2 separate regions of the Hordeum vulgare genome follow, and region 1 is linked to region 2. Evidence: chromatin contacts called from public HiChIP or PLAC-seq data. All regions are on one chromosome and are shown on one strand. Each heading gives the region's core, a stretch centred on a gene start, on an enhancer-like site or on the middle of the called end of the contact. The rest is flanking DNA. Distances are from core to core; before and after follow the strand shown. Region 1 holds the start of LOC123425687 (ADP-ribosylation factor GTPase-activating protein AGD5). Region 2 holds the start of LOC123429852.

Region 1 (6,481 bases), core at 61-2,560, 520 kb before region 2:
AGCATTAACTCTATAAGCATAACACGGATTAGCAAATGGAACTGACGACTGAAATGTCCAATTCATGAATCAAACAGTTGCCTACCAAAATAGGCCATGTCAAATCTATCAATAACATAAATTTTGTCCGACCCATCAATAGCTACGTTCAAAACAACCAATTGCATAGGACCACTCACTTTGATTTGCAGTCTGCACATTCTCTGTTCTCCGGCAACCGCAGAAGGCTTTCCAATATCTGGAAATAAATGTAGACAAAGAATGACGACGGGTCATAAGCACTACACGACAAACATGAGTAACACACGGAACAGAAATATTTGATTGCAACATAACAAGCACACATGCTGTCGCTTCCTTTTGGCTCAGGTTACATCAAAGATAGCCAGTGAGATTACTTACACGATGTAATAACCCTTCTGTTCCACGATTTGTGCCACACAAATATAGGAGGCACCAAATTGAAGTGATATTTGACGGGACCTACGTCATGCTTGCCCTTATTTGGTACCGTGGACATACTAGAGTGCTACTACATCACATAACAGAGTGCTACTACTCTATCGAACAGGAGGGTGTTACTCAAGTTTTGTGCCCCAAAGGTATATGAGCAACAGATACTATGAAGCAGCATATGAGCAAGCATTGCACCTTCTCTATAATCCCACCCAAGAGACGGAAATCCGCAACGGAGCGATGAAATCTACAATCAAACCGCCGAATGGCGATTTCCATCTGTCAACTCACTTGGACAAGGCTGTCTGATCGAGCTACCTAACGCGCAACTAGCAACCGCGTCCACTTTCTTGATTTCTCGGTCATCAAAACGCGGCGAGGGGAAAGCTCGGATCTGCTCCTCATCAGGAACCGCAAAACCAATCGCAGATCCACGCCGTCGCGGATCCCGAATCCCGCCCGAAAAGAGGAGCTGCGCGTCCCGTCGGCTCTCGTTTGATTCCCGGTCCATTCGAAGCAGCAGCGCGTGGCTCCGATCTAACGATGATGGTGTTGAGGGGAAGGGGGGAACAGTGGCGACGGGACGGACCTTCTTGTGCCTGGCGTTGAGCTCCTTGGAGACGGAGGCCTTCTCGTTCATGGCTGATCGCCGGATCCTCCGACCGGGAGGGGAGATCGCAGGGATTCGGGCTCCCTCCCTCCCTCTGTCTGTCTCTCTCTCCTCCCTGTTTTTGCCGCGTCGAGGGGGAGAGAGGAGAGGAGAGGTGTGCAGAGGAGAGGGAGGGATCTGTGCGTCTCCTCTCGGCTTGACCTTCCCCACCTCTCTCTCTCTGAGTAGTTTTTTCTGTTGGAAAAACAATCTTATTTTGTTCACGAGATTATGTTTTTGTATGTGGTGTGGTGATGACGGTGTGGTGAGGGTCTGCTGGCCTAATCACGGCACGACAACCACGATTATATACCAAGAAAGGGATATTTATTTATCATACTCGTTGCATTCACACTTGCAATTGCACCGACCGACCAGTGTAAACAACGTCAGGTGAATATCGCTGTTATTTTGTTTTGATCCATAAATATGAAAAAGGAACTATGAAGATGAAGATGACACGAGGGCACGTATGGGCTCTCTAGGGCACACTGCAATGATGTGAGTATCTACAACCGGAGGCCATACACTCCAAACTTTTAAAATGTCTGCCCAGTCCTTCTTCGAACAAAAAATGTCATTCAATCACACGAGTCAAATCCAACCCAAACGACCGATTGGACCGACAATCCCCTTGCCATGCTCATATGTAGGGCACATATGGGTACACTCATACGTGTTTGTCATGTAGGACTGGCCGGAAGGGCCACACTAAATCGTTTGAAGCCACCCCTTCTTGGCCGAGCTGACATGTTCCTTTTCTCTTTTCCGTCTCGTCCACACAAGTGTTATTGTAGCTCCCCCTTGTTGTTGCTTCGTTGTCGTCCACAACCCACAACGCCTCCGAATGTGCCGCCACCGTACACCATCATGTACGTCCATCTCCTCCGGATATACACCTCATGTTGTGTGTGTTCTACGAAATGTTCGAGCAGTTTTTTATTGTTTTAATCATTTGCAGGTCACTGATGGATACATCGTTGAATGATAGCTACGAAACACGAACATTGATGAATTCATAAACAAAGAGTTCATTGAATGGTCGGATTTGGGTGACGGAGATGTTGAAATGATGACCATTCAAGTACAAATGATGAAGGAAGAGCAGCACGTGTTGAACTTCAAGGGTTCGCTAAATGGCTGAAGAGTTATTTCCTAGTATAGGATCGTCGACGCCCGCCTTCTGAACACGAACTACTTCACACTAGACCCAAAATACCATGAAGGTTTCTTTCAACATCGCTTCCAGATGATCAGAGCTTTGTTCTTGCGTCTGGTGACTACCGTCGAGAAGGATGATAATAACTTCAAGCTAAGGAAGGACTGTTGTGGCGAACTTTCCTTCTCTCCTCAACAAAAATGCACGATGGCTCTTATGATGCTTGCTTATGGTAAGTCTGCATATGCAATTGATATAAAAATCAGGATAGGAGAGAACACATGCTTGAAGACCACGGTGGATTTTGCACACACCATGGTGAAGGCGTTTGGACCAGTGTACATGAGAGAACCAACTCGAAAGGGTAGAGAAAAAATGTTGACAATTGGAGCATCACAAGGATTCCCATGTATGTTCGGATCAGTTGATTACATGCACTAGCAATAAAAGAACTATCCAAGAGGTTTGAATGGGCAGTACCAAGGTCACACCAAAGAAACCACCATCATACTTGAAGAAGTGGCATCAACGGACTTGCAGATTTGGCATGCTTTCTTCGGCACACCTGGTTCTAACAATGACATCAATGTGCTCCAATGAGCTCATTTGTTCAAGTGACTTTTGTGATGGGAAAGCTTTGTCATGCCTACACCATCAACAAGCACAACCATAACATGGGGTACTACCTTGCCGATGGTATCTACCCTCAATGGGCGGCATTTGTGAACACTATATCAGATCATCAAGGTAGGAAAAATGTCACTTTGCACAAGCACGAGGAGGTGCTAGGAAGTATGTGGAGGCGACATTCAGAGTGCTCCAAGCTCGTTGGGGTATTGGTCATGGAGCTGCAATGATGTTGGAAGCGGAGACACTTCGGCAACCCATGACAAGTTATGTAATCTTGCACAACATGATTATCAGGGATGAGGCCGAAGGGGCAACCCACGCGATTTTGAGAAGCCCAAAGTTTAGGCCCGCCTATCGAAACAAGAGGTTGAGCATATTGCCAACTTTCTTGAGATGCATCGACAACTTCAAGATCAACTGTTGTAGATACAACTTCTCAATGATCTTGTGGAACATATGTGGATCCACAGTGGAAAACACACACTAAACTATGCATTTTATGTTTAAATTATGCACTATGATCAAATTTTAAGTTTGGACAATGTTTGTATGTGCTACTCAATGTTTGTGTATGATGATTGACGTGCGTGTGTTTGAATGGATTTGAGATTTCAAAAATAGGGGTCGGGTTTGCAAGTGGAGTCATTTGAGGACCAGAACGATGTTGCCATCGGGTGCGTCCGCAAAAGTATAGGGGCCCTCCGCTTGTAGATGACTAGGCTGCCATGACATTATTGTCGCCTGCCGAAGTGGTATATTCCTCCCTCTTTACCTATCTCCGGATGCGCCGCTTGCCGGAGTGGTAAGAGGGTGCTTTATCCAAAGTGGAAGGGTTGCATCCGATTTCGTGAAGCACATATTCGTGCTTGTTTTTGGGGCGGGGGGACAATGGCGGTCCGTGAGAGAGGACAAGAAATTGGCGACTCGCCTGTGTGGCCTTCCTCGGACCAAAGCAGCGGCGGACTCCCATGTTTCACTTTTCCTCGGTTTGATTAACGAACGCGGACAGGTTGGCCACTGACTCGCCGAGCTCCGCGTATCGAGCATATTTCTTCATCAACCGGATGCGGTTCCGCCATTGTTGACGGTGAATGACATGGTGTTTGGCCTCGTCCATGCCAGGCATGATACCAGCTCTGCCATGCTCCTTGAAAGTGCATCCTATCCCTTGGTGTTTTTTGGTAATTCATCACAACATATAACTCGTTGAACTAATGACCACTAAAGATGGTTTCAGGAAAAGTTCAATGGTTGCCATAGCTAGGATGGTTTTGTGGACCCCTCATGATGCTAAGGAAACACATTGGCAAAATCTCAAAGACTCTACATTTGATCACATTGAATCTAGAGGAAATCCAATACTATTAAGAGGGATGAGGTTTTGATGATGACTCACGTGCTCAAGTTCTTAGATGTTTGCCACCATATACCCTTAACCACATTCTCAAATCATTTGTCCAAAACCATAAAAGTCAACTCGGTCCCACCAGTTAGTTTCTATCCGGACCCATCGATTTTAACATAGACAGAGCCAGAACCAACCCCTAGAAACTCACTCACACCGAGATGGCGTTCGGTCTCACTGAAGTGCAGTGACCAAGTTGTTGTAATCGGTTGATGTCATCTCGAAACCACCAAGACGAATTGATCGGAATTACCAAGACTTGGAAACAACTTAAGACATCACGAATCGGTCACTCTGAGTAGATTCGCTCGGTCCCACCGAAAAGCTAAAAGTTGGAACCTTTTGCACTAGTCTGTCCCACCGAGATTTTATGTCGGTGTCACCAAATTGTGCACAAAAGTTGTAACGGTTGGATTTTTGGTGAAGGCTATAAATACCCATCCACCACCACCTACTCTTCAAGAGAGCCATCAAAATGCAACTATACTCCCACCATTCATTTTATGAGAGAGAACCACATACTCATGTGTTGATATCAAGGGATTCCATTCCTACCATAAGATCCTTGGTTTATAGCCTCCTCAAGTTGCTTTCCACCCAATCCTTCTCTTCTACCAAGCCAAATTCCATGAGAGAGTGATTGAGTGTTTAGGAGACTATCTTTTGAAGCACAAGAGCAAGGAGTTCATCAGCGACACCTAGATTGGTTAGGTGTCTCTAGGGAGCCTCCACATTGTGTTTAGTTAAACCAAGAAGTTTGTAAGGGCAAGGAGATCACCTATGTCGCAAAGATCTACCCAAGTGAGGCTAGTCCTTCGTGAATGTAAGTCGCGATGGCATATTGTTAGGGCATATTTCTACCTAAGTGGTTTTGGTGATTGATGACAATGCTTGTGCAGACTAATCATGTGCATTGAGCTTTTCAGATAATTCATGTCTAGGCACAAGACGATTCGGTGCTCCTCGGAGTCTTTCGAGGGCTGTTGCTTTCTACGTTTCTTTTCGGTGGATTTGAGTCTTAGGAAAGCCGTACTATTAAGAGGGGTCCGCTTCGGAAAGGTTAGGGTGGAATCAGCACGTACACATTTGTTCTTTTGCACCACCTTTCCTTCGCTTCTTTGGAGCTCCACTTCATTTCCCCTTGTCTGTGCAAAGTGAAAGCAGCAAGGCGCTTGTTTTCAGTGGCCACCAGCAGTACCACTCAAGGGAGCGGTGATACGTCCATTTTGTATCATGTTTTCACGTTGGTATTTATCGCTTCTTTGGCTGTTATTTCACTTCACGGTACTATTCTTATGCCTTTTCTCTCTTATTTTGCAAGGTTTACATGAAGAGGGAGAATACCGGCAACTGGAATTTTGGCCTGAAAGTGGAGCAAAGTTGAGATACCTATTCTGCGCAACTCCAAACACCGTCAAAATCAACGGAGATTTTTTTCCAATATATAAAAAATACTGGGCCGAAGAAGTATCAGAGGAGGGCCAGGGGGTGGCCACAAGCCTGCACGTCGCGACCACCCCCCAGGCCACGCCATGGGGGCTTGTGGGCACCCTGTTGGCCCACTTGCCCCCTCTTTTGCTATATGGAGGGTTTCGTTTAGAAAAAAATCAGAAGGGAGCTTTTTCGTGGTTTCGCCGCCGCCACGAGGCGGAACTTGAGCAGGCCAATCTAGAGCTCCGGCAGGACGATCCTGCAAGGGAAACTTCCCTCCCGAAGGGGGAAATCGTCGCCATCGTCATCACCAACACTCCTCTTATCGGAGGGGACTCGTCACCATCAACATCTTCATCGGCACCATCTCATCTCCAAACCCTAGTTCATCACTTGTAACCAATCTCTGTCTCGCGACTCCGATTGGTACTTGTAAGGTTGCTAGTAGTGTTGATTACTCTTTGTAGTTGATGCTAGTTGGATTATTTGGTGGAAGAATTTATGTTCAGATCCTTGATGCTATTCATTACACCTCTGATCATGATTGTGATTATGCTTTGTGAGTAGTTACTTTTGTTCCTGAGGACATGGGATAAGTCATGCTAAAAATAGTCATGTGAATTCGGTATTCGTTCGGTATTTTGATATGTTGTATGTTGTTTTTCCTCTAGTGGTGTTATGTGAACGTCGACTACATAACACTTCACCATTATTTGGGCCTAGAGGAAGGCATTGAGAAGTAGTAAGTAGA
Region 2 (6,184 bases), core at 2,461-4,960:
TCAAGCGCATTGCATCCATCTTCAACAACATCACATCGATCTTCATCTTGCGATCATCGATGACATCGACGACATGCAACTCCAGTTCCATATTCTTGTCCTCAATTATTTTCAATTTTTCCTTCAAGTATTTGTTTTCTTTTCCAACCAAATTTAACTTCTCGAGAAGAATTTCTATGTGGGTTGGAATTTCCGGTTCACATACCTCCTAGATTAAAACATATATGTCACGTTGGTCGTCATAATTGTCATAAACAATAAATAAAACAAATAGTTATAAAAGGTAATATATACCACATCCGAATCATAGACAGGATGAGGGCCGACGAAGGTGGATACCAAAACCATCGTACTATATAATAACAAAAAATAATAAAAGTAAGTAATTTATACAAGTATGTATCTGAATCATACAAGTAAGATTTTTTCTTTTAAAAAGAAGACAAGAACAAGAGGCTCACCACGGTGGTGCTCGCGACGAGATCGGCGCAGGGTGATAGACAACGGTGAGGACGGGCACAGGACGGCACCCTACATATGTGCAGACTCTAAGAAGTTAATTTAAGCATTTCAAATGAGCTAAACTAGAAGTGACACATGAAAGAATGAAGTAGCTAATCTTTTAAAACACTTGTGGAGTTGGTGCACGGCCAAACGTAGACAAATATTGAGAAAAATGGAGTTTGGAGGTCGAGTTTGGAGAGGAGAAAGCTTAACTAGTGTGGCTCGGGCATTTCATCGAACACGTCAAGTGCATAAACTAGAGTGACAAGGGTGGCATATGGCAGGGGCACACTTCAGCCAAAAAACAGAGGAGACTGTGGGCAGGGGCGACGGTATATATAGGCAGAACTTTAGTCCCGGTTTTTGTCTAAAACCGGGACTAATAGCCTACCCTTTAGTCCCGGTTTATGCCACAAACTAGGACTAATGATCTGCGGCACGCCACGTGGCAGTCGGTGGATCTTTAGTCCCGGCTTTTTTCCTGAACCAGGACTAATGAGGTGAACCGAACCTGGACCAATGCCTGGCATTGGTTCCGGTTTTGATTTGAACCGGGACTAATGGTCTTTCGGCCCTCGGCCGAAAGACCCTTTTTCTACTAGTGCTTGATGTACTTTGCCAATGATTAGAATGAAGTTGGCACCTCTTGGTGACTTTTCTTGTTACAAAAAAGGCATCTGGGCTCTGGCGACAGTTGTAAATTATTGTACTTTCTTTAGAGCATCGCTAGGAGACCCCGTATAATCGTCGAAACTGTAAAATTCCGGCGACTATACGGGTTTGGGTTGTTTTTTGTGCCATATCAGGTACTATAAACGCGGCCCGACCCGTAAAATTTTGGCGGTGGCCTGTAAACGTGACCGCTCGACCGCTATATATGTGGGTTCGGCCGCTGGATGCGGGTCGAAACTCTATCCCTCTGCCGTCGCGAAAGTCCCCCACCTTATTGTCGGCGCCTCAGATCCGCCGCCACGCGCCTCCATTCCGCCGCGTAGCCACTCCATTCCATCGCCCTTGATGGCCAACTCCGACGGCCGTAGGAACGACGACCCCGAGAGGGCTCGTCGCGTCAGATCCGACGCCGCCCGGAAGCGCGCCGCCCGCCGGTACATGCAATGGGGCATGACGCCGCCGTTGTCACTCCTCCATCGCGAGATAGAGGAGTACAACCGCGCGCGCGGCCGCCTCTTCTCCGACAGCTCCTCCGAGGCATTGAGCTCGCGCTCCCCCTCCCTCCGGTGAAGATGGAGCCGAAGGCCGAGGCGGTGCCGGAGTGACGTGTCGAGGGCATCATCGGACCGGAGGATCCCCCCCCCCTCCCCCCTCCCAGTGGAGGCGGGTAGCCTTTTGCCCGCGCTGCTCCCACGGAGTGCGCGGGAGGCGGAAGAGGACCAGCAGCGCCGCCAGAAGGAAGAGAGAGATTGACACCGTGCTCTACGAGCAGGGTCTCGCGTCGGCCCTCGCCTTCTGCCACAAGGTGGAGGAGTGGTGCCGCGAAGCGACTGCGCAGGAGCGCATCTACGTCAAGCTCTCCTTCGACGAGGACGAATAGTGAGCGCACTCCGCATCTACTACCACACGAGCTCGACTCCGATGAGCTCAATTTTGCATAGTGTGGTAGGATAGCTAGTAGCTCCGGTAGGTTAGCTTACCTTTACCCCCTTCTAGTAAGTGATGCACTCTGAATGTATTTTGTACGATCGTCTACTATGTAATGAATGTGGTTTTAATTTCGTCCGTGATTTTTTTTAAATTATACAGTTTGATTATGTGGGGTCTGTTTTGCAGCGCAACATTCCATCCCGTAAAACTTCATTTTGTCTAACTGTAAAATGCTTTTGTGGAGGTGTGCGAGAGATGCTCTTAACAGAGACCCGCTAGCTGGCGCAGACATTGTACATCGTGGGCCACCGAAATTTACACGAGCGCAGCAGTTTGGTATGGGCTGTCCACATCCATGTGCCATATGTCCTCGTATGCCATGATGCACATGCAGTTAATGCCCATCTGCTGGTGGTCGGCCTGGCATGAGGTTTCAATTTGCCAAATGCTGTTGCTTTCCCCTCCAGCAGGCAAATTTTTTGACAGAATAATTTATCTTTCGCAGGAATTGACGGAACAAATTTGACGACAACGCAACACGAATATACCCCGTCCTTGTTTATTTGGAAAAAATATCTCATAGCAGTAGTAGATAGTAGGGCCTTGTCAGATGAAAGGTGTGATTTTCCCAACAAGAAGAAAAGATGAATATTGTGAGGAATCACACGGTTAATGCCGTGGAGAGGAGAGGGGAAATGTATGAACAGCCATGCTATTACAAGAGGAACTAATTAGTGATGGATAACAAATAGAGATCCTAATGCTTCCCTCTTCTCTCTTGCATGAGATCGTGCTAACAATTCCTATTGTTCCTGACGGAGATACTAATCGAGAAGAGAGGGCAATGCAACCTTATCTCGGAGTACTAATCAAGACTTGCCACCTTGCATAATACTATATGTACATAAGACCACAAGAATCCAGTGCAACAATCTCCAAGGCCAAGCTAGCTAGAGAGCACGGCTAAAAACACAAATTAATAAGCAGATGGAGCAAACAAAACTAGCTGGCACATACATGCATGCTCCACCGCCGTCGGCAAACGGGACGCGGGTGGAGACGGCCGTCGCGCGCGCAGATCAATCAGCGTCAACGACCGCGGGTCTAGTAGAGCCGGTAGTGGCGGTAGGACTTGAGCATGGCGCCGCAGAAGGTGCAGATGATGGCGCGCCAGGTGACGCGGTGCACGGTGAGGAGGTAGCAGAGCCGGGTGGCCGTCTCCATGTCCGCCACGCTGGCGCAGCCGCCGCACCGCGAGCAGATGCCCGCCGCCGGCTTGCTGCTCCGCACCTTCCGCCGCTGGTCCACCAGGAAGCAGAAGAACACCATGCCGCCGCTCCTCCTTCCGCGCCAAGCTCTCCAGAAATATCGCTGAAACTCTCGCCGGAGGTATTTGATAATGGTGCCTGGTGGTGGTGGACAGTGCAATACAGCTAGCTAGGCCGCGCGCCGCCTGTGCGATCTGCCACTGCGTCAGCGCGCGCGGGGGGTATATATATAGTCGCGGGCCGCGGGCGAGGATGCGTGGTGGTGGTTGTGATTTTGGTCAGCAATGGCGGGGAGCCAGTAAGCAGGCAATGTGCGGGCGGTGTGATGGATGGAGGGGAGGTAGGAGGAGGGATTTAAGGCGGGGCGAGGACGGCATTGATGGCTCTCACGGTGGTGGGGAAGGTGGCGGTTAGGGGTGGCCATAATGTCGTCCCTGCCAAGCGTATGCTTCTTGACTAAGTCTATTCTCTATTGTATGCGACGGAGTACGTACTGGTTTGGTTTAACCTCGCCGCGGCAACGCCAGAACGTGGTGTGGTCCGTCAGCCAAACCACTTTCACTCGAGAGTATAGTGAGCAGTAGTGTCGCGTTCGTCCGTCGCATCTGAGAGGAAACCTTTCACCATTGTGTGGTTACGCAGATGCATCCATGATATCCATCCATCGACGGTTAGCGCTGCTTGCACGTTGACATGGAACGGCGCGATGGGGTTTTGATCCTAGACTAGAATCTGCCCAGAAAGATCGAGCCCAGCTGGAACGTTACCTGCATGGTTTTTGGTACTTCACATATTTGTTTCAGTTGAGTCTGATTAAGCATATACAGATAAAAAATCAATATCTTCATATTGATTGGTTCCTTGAATTCACTCTAGACTGCATGTGCCGAAAAGGAAGGCATGTATTTGGTTGTGGTTTGGTTTGAGACGAAACACAGGTCCGATTATTTGGTTACATCCAGAACCATAGTGTGGTAACCTCCTCCTCTATATGATGAGGTTACCAGATGCATAAAAATAAAGCAATCGGAACAAACTTAAGCACACATTAAAGTTTAACCACGCACAAAAGTTGAACATAGTACAATAAATTTTAAGCGATATCGTAGTACATAATAGTCTTAAACGAACAACTCGCAACACGGAACTAAAACGAGAGGTCATTTACGCGGTCACGGCAAAGGCCTCGCTGTGCTTCTTGCACTTGATGACCACCTCCACGTCGTCGTCGTTAAAGACAAACACCTTCATGGTGTTCGGGTGAGCAACTTGAAAGTCAGCATGTACCCGATTCTGACCTGGTGAACGGCAACGAAGCCGGTGTTCGTCTTCAGACTGAACTCTGTAGGCACGACGGAGAAGTGGTTCATGAAGTCCAGAGGCAAAGATAGAGCCTATAGCTTTCGAGGAAAGATCACCTTGCAGAAGCGGGTTGGTCCTGCCTCCTCATGGTAGTGCACGTAGTTCCTTCGCTTGGCGTTAGGGGATCCTGCACCAGGGCGTCCACCAATGGCGTCACCACCTCCTTGCCCTTCTTCAATGGTGGCACCACCTCCTTGCCCTTGCCCATCTGCATTATCGACAACACGCAATTCAAAGGTCAACATTCATTCCTACCGGCCTAACTCTCATATATTTACCCACACTTCTTAGAGCATCTCTAACAGACCCCGTATAATATCGAGCCACAAAATGCGTTTACACCTCACTGCTGAGCAGATTTGTGGGCGAATTCGTGCGCTGCACATCAGTCCCCATATATGAAACTGTAAATTTTGGAAAAAAAACATTCATGGGAGAAACTTGCAAGCAAAGACATTCATCATACATAGTTGATCATCATAGACAACATAGATATATAGTTCCTCATCCAACTACATCACACTACTACGTAGGAGGGGGGATCTGCGGGCCGTGCAGCGTACCCGAGCCTAGGCTACCAAAAGCGATGGGTATGGTAGCGATGACGCGACGAAGGAGCTAGAGGATCTCAATCCTCGTCGGAGTCGAGGTCGATCCAGACCTTGGCCTGCTCGGCCTTCATGACGCGCGGGTCGGCCTCCATGGACGCGTGCGCCTGCGACGCCGCGAAGCCCTGCTCGAGGGAGATCTCCTCAATCCTCGAGCTCGTGGCGGATGCGCGTCTCGGTCTCCTACGCCTCCCTCACCCAGCACTCCATGATGGCGCGCACAAGGTGGTCCTCCTGCCCCGGGAGGAGGTAGTCTTCGGGGCCGATGACGCCTCGATGCGGCGGGTCAGCATTGGCCTCGATCTTGACGGCGAGCGGCCTCAGCTTCTCCGGCTCTCTCTTGACCGGAGTGATCCGCCACGAGCTCGAGCGACTGCGGACGACCTCAAAGCAGTAGAGGAGCCAGAGGAGGCGCGGCGTTGGACCGCGAGCTCGCGCTCGTACTCGTCGAGCTCGCGGCATTTGAAAGCCGAGGGCAGCTGGCTACCGTAGTTGAGCCACCTCCATGCCCCCCGCTTGCATGCAGCGTCGGAGATGCGGCGGCGGCGGTGCTCCGCGTCATCGCCACCATTTCCGTGGCCGTCCATGGGGCCGGTACGGGGCGCTAGGGTTTTTTTAGGCTCGGCGACGGCGACAAATTCGAACGAAGTGGGAGAGGAATCACGGCGGAGCGGCGGCGGAGGCGGATAGGATTTGACCCGTATCCAAGCGGTGAAACCGCATAAATAGCGGTGGAAGGGGTCTTTCTGCGGGCCACGGTAAAACAATTATGGGCCGAATCCGCGATATATTGTGTATTCTGGCAAGAAAAAGGGTCGAACCCGTATACTCGTCGGAATT

What was found. HiChIP or PLAC-seq counts read pairs in DNA pulled down with a chosen protein or histone mark.
Region 1: an H3K4me3 HiChIP or PLAC-seq map of embryo shows a contact between it and region 2, with 7 times the contacts expected there. The contact joins the promoter of LOC123425687 here to the promoter of LOC123429852 in region 2. A contact is called at or near these places in 2 of 6 Hi-C or Micro-C datasets (leaf and seedling) and 1 of 1 datasets of contacts at active chromatin or transcription factors (embryo).

What each region holds. Positions count from the first base shown.
Region 1 is chr2H:165,356,472-165,362,952 of MorexV3_pseudomolecules_assembly, reverse strand. LOC123425687 (ADP-ribosylation factor GTPase-activating protein AGD5) reads right to left here and starts at 1,310. Exons shown (of 11, transcript XM_045109396.1): 1 at 1,046-1,310; 2 at 180-238. The coding sequence starts at 1,096.
Region 2 is chr2H:164,835,944-164,842,127 of MorexV3_pseudomolecules_assembly, reverse strand. It overlaps LOC123429852, which reads right to left and starts at 3,710. Exons shown (of 1, transcript XM_045113827.1): 1 at 2,730-3,710. The coding sequence starts at 3,435. The coding sequence ends at 3,211.